Linked DNA regions of Pan troglodytes: region 2 is linked to region 1. Evidence: chromatin contacts called from public Hi-C data. All regions are on one chromosome and are shown on one strand. The core of a region is the stretch at or near the end of the contact, and the rest is flanking DNA. Distances in the headings are between cores, read along the strand shown.

Evidence for each region. A called contact is a pair of places that touch in the nucleus more often than the background predicts.
Region 2: a contact with region 1 is called in a Hi-C map of stem cell-derived neural progenitor cells, with 2.4 times the contacts expected there. The contact joins the enhancer-like site here to the promoter of RRBP1 in region 1. A contact is called at or near these places in 2 of 7 Hi-C or Micro-C datasets (induced pluripotent stem cells and stem cell-derived neural progenitor cells) and 1 of 1 datasets of contacts at active chromatin or transcription factors (stem cell-derived excitatory neurons).

Annotation. Positions count from the first base shown.
Region 1 is chr21:24,198,089-24,203,189 of NHGRI_mPanTro3-v2.0_pri, forward strand. It overlaps RRBP1 (ribosome binding protein 1), which reads right to left and starts at 2,038. Exons shown (of 26, transcript XM_063803129.1): 1 at 1,900-2,038.
Region 2 is chr21:24,396,711-24,401,811 of NHGRI_mPanTro3-v2.0_pri, forward strand. It overlaps LOC129138238 (a long non-coding RNA gene), which reads right to left. Exons shown (of 2, transcript XR_008541383.2): 2 at 1-5,101. Among named protein-coding and RNA genes, the nearest start is that of SNX5, 87 kb to the right of the region's middle. Within about 2 kb of position 2,896, at least 9 of the 24 cell types and tissues checked have an H3K27ac peak or open chromatin away from gene starts, as enhancers often do. A contact at or near this core is called in induced pluripotent stem cells and stem cell-derived neural progenitor cells, where this site is marked.

The sequences.
Region 1 (5,101 bases), core at 788-3,287:
GGCAAGTTCGTAAACGAGTCAAGACATCACACAGTAAGTGACATGCTGCAGGGTCACAGATTTCTCCAGGTGTCGGATTAACAGGAAGTTAAATCAAACAAGGAGTGTGAGGAGGGAGGCGGGGCAGTGGGAGAATGCCCCCCAGCTGCACAGGGCGGGGTAACATTCGCAGTTGTTCTTCCTGGGAGTGCCAGACAGACGTCCTGGGTCTCTGGGGACACCCAGTTCTGAAGAGGTATCTAATGTGAGATATGAGGCCCTACCAGGCCCATTTCTCCAAATTCCTGAAAATGCCATCCAGATGGCCCCTACCCTGAAGGTTCCAGCACGCAGAGTGAATAGCTGAGCAGTGACGTGGGAGGCTCCTCAGGTCCCTCAGAGTTTCATTTCCTTGGTGCTTCCCAGTCTTTCCTAACCTCTGACCTCTCAGAGTAATTGCCAAATTGCCTTCTGTTTGTACAAGGTCCCAGCACTTCCCGGCGTGGTTCCCGACCCTGTGAGTGGGTGGTGCTGTCTTCAGGCCACAGATAAGAAACTAGGGTTCAGAGGAGCTATGGGACCTGCGAGTAGGCGGCCAGTACGTGGTCCGGGGTGTAGAACCCTGGCTGTGCAACTTCTGCAGCCCCGCGCCCGCCGCAGTGCCGGAGCCAGGCCCCACCTTCCTCCCGTGTCCAGCACCCCCCAACAAAAGCATCCCAACTGAACAGCCAACACTTGTGGCTCCTTCCTACAAGTGCTGGGTCTCCACAGCTTTCCTCGCAAATCGAAGCTAACAGGAGCCCCGATTTGCAGACCAGGAAATGGAGACCCCGAACGAAACAACTTGGTCGGGGTCACCCTCGCCAGCCGGGACACTCTAGAGCTAAAACTCGCGACTTATCATTCGGAGAGGGGTCCCTGAAGCATTGCGGGCGCCCTACTGGAAGCGCAGACCCCGGCCTGCCTCCCCTAATCAGGGCGCAGCGGGAGAGCCGGCCGGGCCGGGGCGGGCACCAGGCCGGGTGCCAGAGCGCTTGGCCGGCCCGGAGGTGTCCGCTTCCGCCCGGGGCTGGCACCGCCGGCCCATTCATCGTGGCCGCGGGCGGGGCGGGCCCCGGGCGCCCTCGTCCCCCCGCCGGGAGCCCTCGAGCTAGGCTCCGCGCAGCCCAGCCGGGGAAACGGTGGCCCCGGCCCCGCCGCCAGGGGGAGCAGGGAGCCGCCTCCCGCACTCCGGGAAGTTGCCACCGCGGCCGCCCGGCGTCCGTACCATGGACAGACCCGGTCCCTGCGCCGCGAGCCCTGCGACCCCGGCCCACCCCGTCGGGGACCGTCCCAGCCCCGCGAAGCGCCAGCGGGCCGCGGCCCAGGACCGGCGCGCTCGGCCCGTGGGCCCCCATTCAATCCCGCCCTCCTCCCCTCGGCCGGCCTCCGCCGCCTTCCGCCCGCACCCCCACCCCTCCGGCCCGGACTCCAGCCCGGCAACGTCATCCGGCGGCTTCCCGAAACTTAACCCCTTCCTCCGCCAGCTGTGCGCCGCCCCGCCCCGCCGCCAACTTTCTTCGCCCAACTTCGGAGCGCGCTGGCCGGCCCGACGGCCCTGCCGGGAGGGAGGGAGGCAGGGAGCGGTCGCCACGTCGCGCCCGCCTGCCGCCGCAGCTCCCCCGACGGCGAGGGCCGCGGGGTCCACACCACGGGGCGCGCCCTGCCTACGCCCCGGTACGGCGCTTGCCCGGCACCCCCGCCCCGAGTCCGACCCCGACCCCGATGGTGCACGGCCGCGGCGGCGGGCGGCGGGCGGCGGGCGGGCCGGGGGAGGGGCCGCCGAGGAGACGTGTCACTCGCGGCGCAGCGCGGCCGGCCCCGGCCCCCCGACGGCCCAGCCCGCGCGCGGCCGCTGCAGGGCCCGGCCAAGTTTCTTACCTGCAGCCAGAGACGCGAGAGGGAAAGCGAGAGGGCAGGAGCCGCCGCCTTCGCAGCCGCCGCGGAGCCGGGAGAGAGGAGCCGGCCAAGCCTCCGCCAAGAAACCGCCCCCGAGCAGCTGTAGACGCTGCGACCCTGACGCCGCCCGCCCCGTCTGCCGTCCGCTCCGGCCGCTTGCTGGCTGCGTGCGCGCGTGTGGAGTCGTGGCACTTTCTGCCTCAGAGCTGGCGAACGGCCCCCTCCGCCGGGATCGCCGCCTCCTGCCTTCCCCACCCGGGCCAGCCATTCATCGAGCCGCCTCTTTCCATTGGTCCGCACCCCGCCACTCTGCCGGTCGCTGGCCAGTCAGGACGCGGGTGGCCGAGCCGCGGCGGCGGCCATTGGGCAGAGAGGAGGGTCTCCACCTCGGCCAATGGGAGAGGGGAGGAGCTGCGGGGAGGTGAAGGGGGCAGGGCCGGGAGAGGCGGGGCCGAGCGGCGCGGCGCTCGGCCGTGCGCGGGGCGGAGCGGAGCAGGAACGCCCCGCCCACCGAGGGGGGGGTCTCCGGCCAGCTCCGCCCACTCTGGGCCCGCGGCTCTCCCAGCAGTCTCTGACTAGGATCCGGCTCTGCCTAGGCGGGAAGCAGAAGGTTCGGGTCCCGGCGGCCCCGGGCCTGCGCCTCTGGATACCGCTGGGCTGACATGGCGGTGGCTGAACAGGGTTGCGCAACCGCGAACAGCCAAGGAAGCTGCTTTATTTAAACCCAACTAACTTCCCCCGAAGCAGCGCCCCCTCGGGCCGCCGGGTATGAGGACAAGCTCTGCTGGGGGTCAGCCCAGGGAGAGCAAGTTCTTATCATCAAAGAGATTGCAATCAGCACCAGAAGGAATTTCCTTGAGTAAATGGAGGAATTGGGGTGAAAGAGCCAGAAAGTGCACGAGGAATTGAAGCGGATGTCATCGCCCTCGTTGTTAGGGAGGGTACAACTGAGGCACGGTCTATTTAAGATACTCAACCAAATCACAGCCGGCAGAGCAATAATTACAATCCACTCTGTGGCGTTTTATTCCATGCGTTGGGGAAGGTGAGAGGTTCTAACCTAAGAAAACTCATCCGTGTCCCACAAAACGGAGCAACTGGTACTTCCTCATTCCCTGACTTTCTCCCCAATGTCAGCCGACACTCAGTCTTCATAATTAGTCAAGTCTTTAAATTAAAATAATTTTAGGCTTGATTTTTAACCATTATGTCAGCGTCTCTTAAAGCCAACCCTTTGAACTTGAGCCAAAGCCAGCTTCTTTGGAATTTTGGATTCTGAGCAACCAAAGGCTGCCTAGACTGCCCCACATCACTTCCCTAGCTCCCGTTGCTGCAGAATCCCGTGCCTAACATCTATTTCTTGGACAATTTTCAATCTTCCCTGTCCCCATTTGTCACTAGTACTGTACTAGCTGTTGTTAGAAAGATGTGAAAAATACAAGCCTTCATGGGGAATAAAGAGCGATTGGGTTGAAATTAAACTGGTCATTCCTATTTTTAATCTTGGCGGTTCCTTAGCCCATTAATGATTAATCAGCAGGAATTAACCTGGATTAACTCTTGAACACTCAGTCATTTTCCAGCAGTGAGACCCGGCTTCAAATGAAAGTCAAGAATCCCAGCTTCTGGCTGGCAATTGCTACCAATGAGTCCTACTTGACCAGGGCTGGGCCATCTAACTTTTCTGAACATGGGTATACTCCTTTAGGACAATCACTCCTTCCTCTGGGTTTCAGGGAGGAAATTCACTCATTCATTCATTCATTCATTCATTCACCGGTGTTTGTGGAGTGCCCGGTATACAGTGCTAAGCTGGGCAAGCAGCCTAGAATGACACATAGGTCCAGTGAAGACCCAGCTGCCCTCAAGGGCCTGTCCAGGGACAGGGACCTCCTTTATCCTGTTCACTGTTTATCTTTTTCCAGAAGCAGATCCTGGCAGTAGGGTTTGTTCAATCATTCATTTGGGGGATAATCATAAGAAACATTGGTGGAGAAGTGGGATGAGCAAGAGCCAATAAGGGGACCAACATCAAGCCTGTGACTGGTGTGGGCACACAGGGCTCGGCGTCTCTGGGGATGCTGTGAAACTGTGTAGAACACACCCCAGAGACGTCCCAGCTGAGGGGTGAGGACCTGGTTATTTATCCAGCCACTCCCAGTCCTCAATGGTTAACGGCTCCTTCTGGGGGGACTTTAACCCCCGCCCCCATCAAGCTGGAGAAAGCCTTGCAGCAAGAAGCCCTTGGCAGAATGGTGAGTGCCTGGAGGCATGTCGAGGGCCACAGCAGTGTCTCCCACACTGTGAACCATAGTCCGACATAGCACCTGCACAGAATAGAGGCTTGTGAATATACGTGTTCTGTAAATATTGTCCCATGAGCGATAACATTACAAAGTCCTTAGGAGTGAGGAGTGTTTACAGAAAAGGGGCTCCCTGTTTGTTCCCTTACATAACTTAACATTTGATTTGGCCTCAACACAACATTTGTTTCGGGATGGAAGAGCAGCCCTGTCTGAGCCTTTGCATTTCCTCTGTCCTTGCCCCTTATCTGCCAACAGCCAGCCCCAATGTGCTGTGAAGACTTCCAGCCTCATCATCCTCATGCCCTTTGAGCAAAGAAATCAGTCCTGCTGCACCAGGCTCTGTCAGGGCTGATCTGCACACCCTCAGGGTGGCCCGACTTTGACAGCCACTGCTGTGCCTGTGGACACCCATCTTTAAGCCCCTGCAGCCTCGTCAGCTCTCCCAAGGCATATCTGGGAAAAACCAGATCCATCCCTAGGACTAGATGGACAAGGGTTGCCTGTGGTGGGAGTGAGAGGCATCCCCCCAGGCTCAAGTCTTCTGCTAAATCATGCAGCCCTCCAGCAGCACGAGAAAGCCCATCCCACAGTCCAGCCTCCAGGCTGGGGCTCTCAGATGGGAACAGGTCATTTCAACACAAAGTCAGCAGTCTGGGAGCCCCCAGCTGGGGGAGTTACCCCACCCTGAGGGGAGCAGAGGCTGACAGCAGAGGTGTGAAGAAGTGGGAGGTAGCCAGGCCAAAAAGGGCACACTGGCGAGGAATAGCATGGGCAAAGTAAGGCATGATGTTAGCCAGGTGTGGTGGTGTGCCCATGCAGCTCCAGCTAGCAGCAGGACTGCTTGAGCCCAGGAGTTCCAGGTTGGAAGAAGAAGAAGA
Region 2 (5,101 bases), core at 1,646-4,145, 200 kb after region 1:
ACCACACCCGGCTAATTTCTGTATTTTTAGTAGAGACAGGGTTTCACCATGTTGGCCAGGCTGGTCTTGAACTCCTGACGTCAGGTGATCTGTCCGCCTCGGCCTCCCAAAGTGCTGGGTTTACAGGTGTGAGCCACTGCGCCTGGCCAAGAAGACTTTTCATCCAATGCAAAGATACTTGTTGGGCACCTGCCATTATGTCAGGTGCTGCAACGCAGGGGACGCAGTGCTGATGGAGATGTCCAAAGCTATGGCACGAGGCGTCATCCAAGTGACAGGCAACTGAGCCAGCTCCTCAGAGCAGAGCGCTGTCATTGTCCCTTCTCAGAGAGGACACCCAGGGCCAGAGGCAAAGGAGGAAAGCACAAGTAGGTCTGCTAGGAACTAATTTAAAGAAGCAAGTCAGCTGGGCTCGGTGGCTCACACCTATACTCCCAGTGCTTTGGGAGGCCAAGGCAGGAGGATCACGAGCCCAGGCATTCAAGGCCAGCCTGAGCAGCATGGCAAGACCCTATCTCTACAAACAAAAATTAAAAAAAAAAAAAAAAAAAAAAAAGAACAAGTCTCTGGGGCCTGTGCAGAGGGCAGCAGGGTGACTGGGCCCCCGGAGATTTGGATTGGGATATTCAACACGTGCCTCGGAGAATGAAAATACAGTCAGGTTTGGGAACAACCACTGCAACCCCAGGGGTTGAAATATGCCCCCCATCTAACTGCCCACTGCTCGGGGCTTCTGAACGTTTCAGCCCCTCCATTATAAATAAGAGAACAGGAAACCCAGGATTGCCCTCCCCACCAAAGGTGTATCTGTAGGAATGTTCAACATAGCCTTGTTTTTTGTTTGTTTTTTTTTGAGACAGAGTCTCTCTCTGTCACCCAGACTGGAGTGCAGTGGCACAATCTCGGCTCACTAAAACCTTTGTCTCTCAGGTTCAAGCGATTCTCCAGCCTCAGCCTCCTGAGTAGCTGGGATTACAGGTGCCTGCCACGACACTTGACTAATTTTTGTATTTTTAGTAGAGATGGGGTTTTGCCATCTTGGCCAGGCTGGTCTCGAACTCCTGACCTCAGGTGATATGCCTGTCTCAGCCTCTCACAGTGCTAGGATTACAGGCATGAACCACCGCGCCCAGACACCATGGCCTTGTTTTTAAGAGTGAACATGTGGCAGCCGCTGCCACATGCAGCTACAGGGGACTGGGTCAGTCATTTTTGATGGTTTAAAGTGCAATGGAACTCCATGCAACTGTCAGAATTAGTGAAATAAATCTATAGGTCCTGGACCTTGAACTGCCCAAAACTTAATATATTGTTAAATATATATACACACACAGACATATAATATGTACATTATGATCCCATTTACATAAAACTATATGTAGGTAAATGTGTGTAGATACATATATATGGGTGTGAATATAAATATATATAAATACACACACACACACAGAGCACCATAATAAAGTTCACCAAAATGCTAATAACAGTGATCTCTTCATAATGGAATTTGAATCATTTTTTCTTCACTTTCTTCTTGGTATTTTTCTACATTGTTTAAAATTTCACAATAAGTGTATATAATTTTAATGAAGCAATTATTTTTAAAAAAATAATTGTGCAGGAGGTTTCAGAGTAAGTTGATGTCCACAAAGTGCTTAAGAGACTGTCACTTTGGCCGGGCGCAGTGGCTCACGTCTGTAATCCCAGCACTTTGGGAGGACAAGGCCGGAGGATCACCTGAAGTCAGGAGTTTGAGACCAGCCTGGCCAACATGGTGAAACCCCATCTCTACTAAAAATACAAAAATTAGCCGGGCATGGTGGCGAGCACCTGTAATCTTAGCTACTCAGGAGACTCAGGCAGGAAAATTGCTTGAACCCGGGTGGTGGAGGTTACAATGAGCCGAGATCGCACCATTGCACTCCAGCCTGGGCAATAAGAGCGAGACTCTGTCTCAAAAAAAAGGAGAGACTGTCACTTAGCCCCCCCATGGTGATGGAGGCCTGAGTCAGGGAGAGGTTGGGGAGGTGGGCTAAGGACTCTCTCGAGCTATGACTGAGAGCTCTCCTGTCCCCTCCCTGAGCCCTGAGGCAGGACTGGCTATATTTTTGTGGGGTTCAGTGCAAAATGAAAATGTGGGCCCCTTGTTCAAAAGGTATTAAGAATTCCAAGATAGTGACAACAGAGTATGAAGCCAAGTGCAAGGGCTCATCTGGGCATGGGACCCCGTGTGACTCCACAGGTCACAAGCCCATGAGGCTGGCCCTGCCTGGCAGGACCATGTGAGCAAATTACAGAGCAGGGGATGAGGCCAGGAAAATGGTCAAGGAGGAGCTGGTCTGGGCCTTAAGATGCCATGGACCCACACAGACCCTTTCAGTTGACCAGGAATCTTGCCAGAACAAACCTTATAAACATTCATGCTTGTGCATTTGAAACCGTGGCTCCTGAGATGTTAAAGGCCCAGTGGCAGGTTCCAAGGGCCCTGAGTCATTGGGCAGCTTTAATTAGCAAGAATTAGAGTCAGGAGGGGCTTAAGCTCAGGCCAGGCAGGTGGGCCTGGAGGGCTGCTTGTAGGAGGTGGCTTCTGCCTGCTGTGTGGAATCCCGGGGCTGGCCAGAGGGAACCTCCTCCAGGAACCTTCCACCCCCAGCCCCCGGAAGCTGCTGGTGCCCCTTGGCCCAGCCTGCTACCTTCCCCCAAGTCTCTGTTGGGGCAGTCACCCCAACACGTCACAACGTGGCTGCTCCCGGGGAAACCTGCTCCTGCGCCTCCCACCACCATGTCCCACCCCCGCACCTCCTGGTTCCTGGGCACCACAAAGAGAGCCTGTGTTGAGGCCCAGCCGCGCTGAGCGTGCAGACAGCCTACACCTCCCGTAGGCCACACGGCACAAAGGCTGGTCTGTGTGGCCTGGCCTGGAGGGCCCACCGCCTCCCTTCCTCCACCAGGCACTGGGATCAAGTCATCAAAGGTCCCAGGAGGCTGCCAGGCTGGCTGGACAGCCGAGGAGACAAGAGCTGCTCAGCTGACCCTGCCAGACTCCAGTGTGTCCAGCAAGCAGCAGCCACTTCCAGGCTCACGGGCACTCACTGGCGACGTGTGCGCAGCCTCCAGCCTCTCTGAAGGCTCCTCACCCCTCTAAGTTCAGCTGAAGGGCTTATTCAGGCTCTCCCCTAATCAGGGCCCCTGCCACCAGCCTTTCCCCACCCTGCAACCCACCAGTGATGGGTACAAAGATGTGCCATCACTCCCACTGTCTGTAGAACAGCCCAGAACTGATGAGGGTTTAATGCTGTCCACAGCAAACCTCACCAATAAGAGTTTGGCTTATGTCCTCAGATGATTCCAACAGAATGGAGTCCAGGCGCCCACACTAGTAACAGGCTTTTAATGCAGCCACTGTTGGCTCCCTGTCTCCTGTCCCCCTTTCCCCTCCCCTCCCTTGTGCCTCTGGGAATCACCTGACACATAAACCTCCTGTGCCCAGATCCTTGTCTCAGAACTGCCATTCCAAGTCTCTCCCAGCCTTGATCTCACCCCCCTGCTTCATTCATATGTGCAAAGGCTGGGCATGGTGGCTCATGCCTGTAATCCCAGCGCTTTGGCAGACTGAGGCAGAAGAACCACTTGAGCCCAGGAGTTCAACACCAGCCTAGACAACATCTCGAGTCCCTGTCTCTACAATAAAATAGACAAATTAACCAGGTGCGGTGGCATACACTTGTAGTCCCAGCTAATCAGGAGGCTGAGGCAGAGGATCACTCAAGCACAGGAGTTCAAGGCTGCAGTGAGCTATGACTGTGCCACTGCACTCCAGCCTGGGTGACAGAGCAAGACCCTGTCTCTAAAAATAAATAAATAAATAATCATAGCTGCAACACACATGTGTCCCATGCCTGTTAGGTGTACGTGGAGGGGGAGTTTGGGTGAGGGGAGATCCCTGCAGTGGCCCCTGCCGCCCTTTTCCTCCATGGGTTTCCTTTTATGGGAAAAGAGAAAGAAAGTAGAATCTATGGAGACAAAAAAATGGGAGAAAGGGGCAAGGGGAGGGAGAAGGAGTGGGTGGTATAGAGGGACACCACCTCCAGGGGACAAGCCAGGGAGGGGCAGCCCCTCCCTCTCTCCACTCAGCTGCTTCTCCAGGAAGCCCCTTTATCCACACCGGGCTCCCCTGAGTCCTGCTCATAAAGGCATTTAGGACTCAGCTGGACTCCGCAGGGTGAGTGGTGTGCTGGTTAGGGTATTTCCATCCGCTTCCCGAACATTCCCTGCCTGGCCCTACCCCCTGGAAGGCTGAGCCCTCGGGACCGCACTGCCTGGGATCCCTGGTCCTCCACTTCCTGGTTGATCCAGCCAATAGCCGACAGTGGCAGGAGATGGGGGTTGTGGGGGGTGGGGCAGTGGGGAGGCAAAGTGTAGAATATTTATCCCCCACATTCTTCTCTCCCTCCCTCCCCATGGTTCTGGCAGGGGCTTCAGTCGGTGGCCCTCCTCCACGCTGCCCTTCTCCCCAGCAGCTGGAAACACTCTTCCATGGCCTTCCACTGGAGGGCATAACAGCTCCCCACTGCTGCTAGTGCCTGCGTGCCTCAACATCCCTTGTTTCCCTAAACTCAGACCAGGAGCAGACCCTCCATTAAGAAAATCTCTTTTGAAATCCCTTGAGGTACCACGGTTTTCTGTTGATGCCCTAACAGAGTCAGGTGCCTCAGAGTCACCTCCAAGCAACTCCTGGAAGCCCCTGGCTCCAGCAACGTGGCAAATATCAGTATTCAGCTCAGATGACCTGGGTTCGAATCTGAACTTCACCATTTACTTCCAAGTTGCGTGGCTTCTCTCAGCCTTTGTTTCTGCATCTGGAAAATGGGCGTGATCACGGCAGTGCTAAATGTCTCAGAATTCTCAATGTGGCAAATAACTGATCCCACTTCAGGCCAGCCCAGGAGACAAAGAGGGATTTACCGAAGGGCTGTGGGACCCCTGATAAGAACAACGGACTCCATGCAGGTTCTCACGACTGGTTCTCTTTGTCTCTAGGTATCTGCTTCTCTCCCTTGTCCCTGCTCTCTGCTATACCTCACATGTGAGGTATACGGCT